Linked DNA regions of Mus musculus: region 1 is linked to region 2. Evidence: chromatin contacts called from public promoter capture Hi-C data. All regions are on one chromosome and are shown on one strand. Each heading gives the region's core, a stretch centred on a gene start, on an enhancer-like site or on the middle of the called end of the contact. The rest is flanking DNA. Distances are from core to core; before and after follow the strand shown.

Region 1 (3,288 bases), core at 475-2,974, 270 kb after region 2:
GAGCATAACTCCTGGCAGTCAGTTCTCTCCTTCCACCATGTAGCCTCTTAGGATCAAACTCATTGGCCTTAGCAGAAAGTGCCTTTACTACCAGAGCTGTCTCACCTCAGGCCCTCAAAAATCGGAACTGAGCATATCCAGGCTTTAGTTTGTGATCTTGGTTTCTTTTCTTTTAGTGACTGTACTGGCTAGTTTTGTGTCAACTTGACACAGGCTGGAGTTATCACAGAGAAAGGAGCTTCAGTTGAGGAAATGCCTCCATGAGATACATTTGTAAGGCACTCTCTCAATTAGTGATCAAGGGGTCCCTTGTGGGTGGGATCATCTCTGGGCTTGTAGTCTTGGTTCTATAAGAGAGCAGGCTGAGCAAGCCAGGGGAAGCAAGCCAGTAAAGAACATCCCTCCATGGCCTCTGCATCAGCTCCTGTTTTCTGACCTGCTTGAGTTCCAGTCCTGACTTCCCTGGTGATGAACAGCAGTATGGAAGTGTAAGCTGAATAAACCTTTTCCTCCCCAACTTGCTTCTTGGTCATGATGTTTGTGCAGGAATAGAAACCCTGATTAAGACAGTGACTCACTGAGTTTAATTAGGGTTCCAAACATGAGCATGGGTGTTAGGCTCTTTACTGGAAGAAAATAGATGGCATCTCTCAGCAGCCATTCATTTCCAATAATCTCCTCACTACTGGCTCATACGCCCTTCCTGCCCTGGTATGCTAGAATATTGATTGACAGGCTCCATCGTGTGTAGGTCTTGCTGTGAATTCATGAATGAACAGCCAGGTCAACCATATTATGTTCGGAAGACAGCATCTTACGGGTGTTCATACCAGTGTCCCATGCTCAGCCCTATTTATTCTCAGGACTTTCACCAGTTTTGAGGGTCTGAATTAATCACTAGCTATTGAATTAATCACTGTCTAATATGTCTATTGCCTATCACCTTCTATGATCAAGGTGGAGTTGTTCAGCAGTCTTCACGGAGGAGTCCAGACATAGATTCATTGTCACCGAGCTAAAGGCATATAGTATAAAGTGAAGTCATTTGTCTCTTTCAACAGTTGCAAGTTGGACCAGCAATTCCCACGGGCAGGAGATGTGTAGGTGATTCAGTGCAGAGAAGACGAATTCATCAACCCCACAAAGGACTGACAATTTCTGTCAGATTCCTAAATACAAAACCTAAGTTCAAGGAGGAGAAAGATTACTGTACTTTATTTATCAAGGGAACACAGCAGACGCTGACCATGCCTCTCCTTATCGCTCTTTCTACACTCCTTATGGCAGGTTGCCTTTATCTGCTTTAGAAATGTCCTTCCCCTTGGACAGCTGTCAAGTCAACTCGCTTCCTTTCACCACCCACTTCTTCCTCTTTGCTAACCTCCGGATTCTCTGCCCTGGGTGCTGACAGGAATTATCTATCGGGTTCCAGCTAGGTTTGGCTCACTGGGCTCCGAGGCTGCAGAGCTGGTGTTCCGAGTGGACTCGCGGCAGGGACAGTCCCGGTAGGTTTTGGGCAGCGCCATCCACTGTGTGCCGGCGGTACGCGGCGCGATCAGTCATGTCCGCAAGCATCCGAGCGCCCATTGGCGAGGAGAAAGTGTTCTTTCCTCCTAGGTGCTGGAGGCGCAACCCCGGGTAGTGAAATCCAGGACACAAACAGCCCCGCCCACCACACAGTTCCTGTCACGTGCCCTCGCAACGTCCAATCAGCGCCCCGAAGCTCCGGGCTTGTGATTCAAACTGCGGCGCGGCGAGCTCCGTCTGGAGTCCCCGCCGGCGTTGCCCCGCGACTGCTGCGCGTTGGCAATGGAGCACCGCGTAGTGGGACCCGGGCCGTACCGGGCCACCAGGCTGGTGAGTGAGAGTGGGGCCGAGCCGACCCCGCGCCGCTGTCACCGCCAAGACTCGGGCAGTGTGCAGTCGCTCGGGGGTTGCCGGTGCTGGTGGTCGTGTGCCTGCTCCGGTCGCTGCTGCACACTCTGTCCCACAGCGGGCAGACGAGGCCCGGAGTCAGCCCTACCAAGGTGGCATGAACTACTTCTGCCGCCGGTAGTTGGATGCTCGGCTTTGGACGGCGCCTTCAGCCTTAACGGGGAACCGAACCTCAGGCGATCGCGTTCCCCTTTGTCCTAGGGACCTACTCTAGCTTCCAGGGCAAGATCGACCGTGGGTGGAGCCATAGGACCACCTATGGGGGTAGCTCTTGCGGACTGCGGTGCTCCAGGCAGGGCGTGACTCCTTCCTGAGTGACACTGTTGACACTTGACAAGTGTTCTTTGTAACGGTGCACTGCACGGAGGTGGATTGCCCCTCTAAGGTTCCTGCCCCCGGAGTTTCAGTTGTCAGCACCTACTTCAAGTAGCGGATCAGCTCTGATAGGTGATCTAAAAGCTTTGCTGATGCACCAGGGTAAGGGTCTTTCTTGTGGAAACAAGTTTTGCCACTCAGAAACTTATTTCTAGGAGGAAGTACTTTTACTGACTTCTCCCTCAAACGGATTAGGACAATGGAATAGACAGAAGGTTTTAGAGGACTTTGAGTTTTGTCTGTGAAGACTCATAGCTGCATTGCCTTGCAATAAAGTCTCACCTGCTCTCTACTCTGGAAAAGGTGGGGATGAATATCCAAACTCATGTTTTAGACTCATATGCTAGAGATGTAGTTTTCTTTCTTTCCAGAGCCAGGTAGTCTGTGTTCTGCGGAGTCAAGCCACCTTCTACAGATGGGAAGTTAGGTTTCAGGCTGCTAGACCTTTGTTTTATTAGACTTATGGGACGCGTGGAGAATCAAATAAAGATTATGAATCTTCACACAAAAGATCACATGGCACATGTAAAGTTTCCCCTAAGATTTTAGGGTCTGTGGTCTTGTTTCATTTGGCTGAAAACAACACATATTTGCATAGGGTCATTGGTCTGGGCTGGACTCATGTCAGCGGTTCTTCCAATGGAAATCATTCATGTGTCACTATCTGGTGATTTGACTGGCACTGGGTGGTGTCACGTGGTACCCTGGTCTTCAGTGTTGGTTGAACCAAGTTTTGACAGGTTTGCTCAGATTCTTCATAAAGTGGGCTCATGGTATCATGACATTTTGTTCACACATCATTGGCCAAAGCAAATGAAATGGCTGAGTCTATAATCTAGACATTCATTTTTATTAAAAAGAAAGCATTTTCAGGTTGCCAGCCTTGTGTGGCAAGGATCTTTACCCACTGAGCCACCTTGAAGGCCCCTTTTCTACGTTTTAGCATGGAGAGGTGGTAAAAGCCACATGGCTAAGGTG
Region 2 (3,150 bases), core at 282-2,781:
CTAGAAAGCTGACCTCGCCATGGAACAGTCAGCCCATGGTTTGGGAGCCTATCTTACTTATCATCTTTGGTTAAGGTAATGCAGGCCCCAGTAAGGCTGTCCTCCATGGCAACCTCTATGCTGTTCTTGGGCTTGCACAGGCCTGCCTAATACACCAGAAGAGAGAGCCCTAAAATCTGAGTGTGAAGGCTAGGTCTCCAATAGCCAAAGAAGCTTGCTGCTTTCTTTCTCTCCGTTGTAAGTGTGTGTACTGTGCACGATTAGGCTGGTGCACCCCCTCCTCAGTTCCTTCCTTACGGTACTGCTTCCTTTTATTCCCAAGACTTGCGGGGACCCTGGGTCCTTTAGAGATAAAACAGAGCAACACACTGGGAGGCAGAACTTGTGAGGAACCATCTACTGAAGTGAACATGTCACGGATACAAGCCGGTTATGGATACAAGCCGGTTATGGGTACGCTTGTTTGTACAGGTTTTAAGCAATCCTTCAGGCTTTCACACAAGAATAAGAAAACCACGGCTGCCATTACAATATGCAGCCATTAGCATATACCCGGGTAGCAGTATTTTAGATCCTTAGATTAGCTGCCAAAGTCTGCTCCTTGGTAAATAATGGTTACTGTTGTTATACTCTAACTACTCATACATGTCTCGGCTTGCTCCTCAAAGGGAACGCTCACAGTCTCTCAGGAATAAAAACTTGCTTTATTTGGCACACAACAGCGAGGAGGTCTTGCAACATTCGCCAGAGGCAGTCAAACAGAGCAAGTAGTTCAGGCAAGCAATCACAAAATTTGAGCACCAACCAAACCAGAGCTAATCTTTCCGTCCCTGTAGATTAGGAGACCCATTTAACGCACCCCTTTCTGCTTGTTGACTTTTTGAAGTCCTTTATTTATGTATTGCGATCTCTATGCCCTGACAGTTTAATTATTGACAGTTTACTTTGGGGCAAGTATCGACCATTCCTTTGTGAAGTAAGTTAGGCTCTTAAATGAAAAACAAACAACGGAACCTCTTTCCCACAGCGTGGCAGCATTTCCCCCTGCTACCAAGGTTCACTGGACACATCCCAGCCGGGCTGCTGCTTGGCCAAATCTTTAAATATTTAACTATTGTTCAACTCTACAGCATGAGTGAGGGGCGAGTTAGGGAACACGCCAGTCCTTCCACGGCCTCGAGAAGGCTCTAAGGAGACTGCGGGGTCCCCCTCGTGTCTAGCTGCGGCTCTCTGGGCTGAGAGTCCCCTGGACGAACTCCTCACCCACTCCGTCTCCTCGCCGGCGTCCCACGCAGGACGCGAGGCCACGATGCCCCACCTGCAGCGCACACGAAGCGGCGCGCGGCAGCATCCCCGACCGCGGACACGAAGCCTCCGCGCCTCGCCTCGCCTCGCCGCGCCGCCCCTCCCCGCCCTCCCGCTATGGCTCTAGACATTGCGCCGCCGGAAACCCGCCCGCCACTTCCTCATCCCGCCCCGCCCCGCCCCGCCTTCGGGCGGGACCTGAGCGGAGCGGCTTCCGCTTTCCACTTTCCTGCCTGGCGGTGAGTGGGAATGGGAGCGGGGATCCCCTAGGGCTGCGGTGGCTTGCTGTAGCCTAAGCTGAGCGTGTGGCCGGGCTCTCCCGGCTCTCTGAGCTCCTGACCGCGGGTCCTGCCCGGCTTCGCTCGGCGGGGCGGCGTCCTTAGCCGGTGAGGCCGACTGATGGCCGTGGACATGGCCCGGGGCAAGGAGAATGCTAAGCGGGGAAAGTTAGGAGAGAAGCTGTAAGTCTAGAGACGCCTGGTGCAGCTCCGGGTCCCCTAGGCTTTGTGAGGTGAAGGAATGTGCCTGAAAGTAAGGCGAGGATGTTTTGGTGCGAGACTGAGGTGCTCTCGAGATGTGTGGCCTGTGGACCGTAACTTTGCCATAGCCTAGTCATCAAGTCGCGCTAGTCTTATTTGCAAAGTTGGGCGGATTTCGCAGACTTGTATTTAGTTCGTTACTGGACTCGAGAAAGATCGATCTTTCTTGGACCTTCCTGCAAACTGGTTACAACTGGGCGAGGGCGTAGCGACAAGGGACTGGATGGTTAACGTCTCCAGAAAGTTTAATGTGCTGAAAGTAGGGGCATGGTTTCTGATACAAATACGGAGATAGCATGGGGACATGGAAGTTAAATCCAGTGATAGTTTTCTTGATGTGACGGGTTGTGGGTACCATAATTATTTTGGTAATTCTTTATTTTCTTGTAAGGTACATTAATTGAACTACAGACCACAAAACCTTTAAAGAGCAAAGCATAGTGTTTGACTTTGTAACGATGTACCCAATCCAACGAATAAATGAGGATTCTTAAGTACAAGCAGTTTAAATTCTTGGTTGGTCAGCGGTGGAGCATCTGTCTACTGTGCTCTACTAGGCTTTGGGTTGGATCCCCAACAGTAGACGCAAAGATTAAAAATCTTTATGGGTATGGTACCTGTAACATGTCAGCCAGCCAGCTTGATTTTTTTTATGTTAGTGAAAGTCATTATTATTCAGACAAAACTTTAGTACTCAAATAATTTACGTAGAATACTTGGCTTCTACGAATTAGAACTCTTATTTTGGGACATTTGCAGTTGTAATTTAGGGAGAAATAGGTGTTAAGAGGCTATACTATTATAGAAAGATGTTTTTACTTGTTTGTGTTTAGAGGAGAATTTAGAGGTTTTTTTTTTTTTTTTTTTTTTTTTTCCATTTCTAATCTTACTGTAAAGGTATCTTTTATTCTCCTGTTGTAATTGTCATCTTTGAGGCTTACTGCTCAGTCTGCTAACCCAGGCCTAGTCCCGGAAGCTTCTAGCCTCCACACAATCTTATCTAGGCCTAGAGTGTTTTCAGCTTCTGAGACTTATTGCTGAAAAGCGCATCCTTTCTTGTTCTTCCTGTGTGCTGGCTAACTCACTTACTCAGCTAGCTGTTCTAGCTCAAACTCCTCGCCAAGTTGACTGATTCAATCTGGCTTCTCTTTCTCCTCTTCTGAATTGCTCTGCTTGACCTCAGACTCTAGCAATGTGTTCTGCTCTTCTGGCTTCTCATCCTCTGGCTCATTGTCTTCACCTGTGTCTAGCTTGTTCTCTCTCTCCAGCCTGTCTCTGTAAAACTCTCCTGGTAAAACTGCCTTCT

Evidence for each region. Capture Hi-C pulls out chosen DNA fragments and counts their contacts.
Region 1: a promoter capture Hi-C map of adipose tissue shows a contact between it and region 2. The contact joins the promoter of Depdc1b here to the promoter of Smim15 in region 2. A contact is called at or near these places in 2 of 39 promoter capture datasets (liver and pre-B cells), 9 of 484 Hi-C or Micro-C datasets (CD4 T cells, the G1E-ER4 cell line, Sertoli cells and 6 more), 2 of 115 datasets of contacts at active chromatin or transcription factors (memory CD8 T cells and pancreatic cancer cells) and 4 of 9 other capture datasets (adipose tissue, embryonic stem cells, liver and 1 more).

What each region holds. Positions count from the first base shown.
Region 1 is chr13:108,314,613-108,317,900 of GRCm38.p6, forward strand. It overlaps Depdc1b (DEP domain containing 1B), which reads left to right and starts at 1,725. Exons shown (of 11, transcript NM_178683.4): 1 at 1,725-1,857. The coding sequence starts at 1,810.
Region 2 is chr13:108,042,943-108,046,092 of GRCm38.p6, forward strand. Smim15 (small integral membrane protein 15) reads left to right here and starts at 1,532. Exons shown (of 3, transcript NM_001048250.2): 1 at 1,532-1,544. It overlaps Gm41055 (a long non-coding RNA gene), which reads right to left and starts at 1,529. Exons shown (of 5, transcript XR_003950673.1): 1 at 1,264-1,529.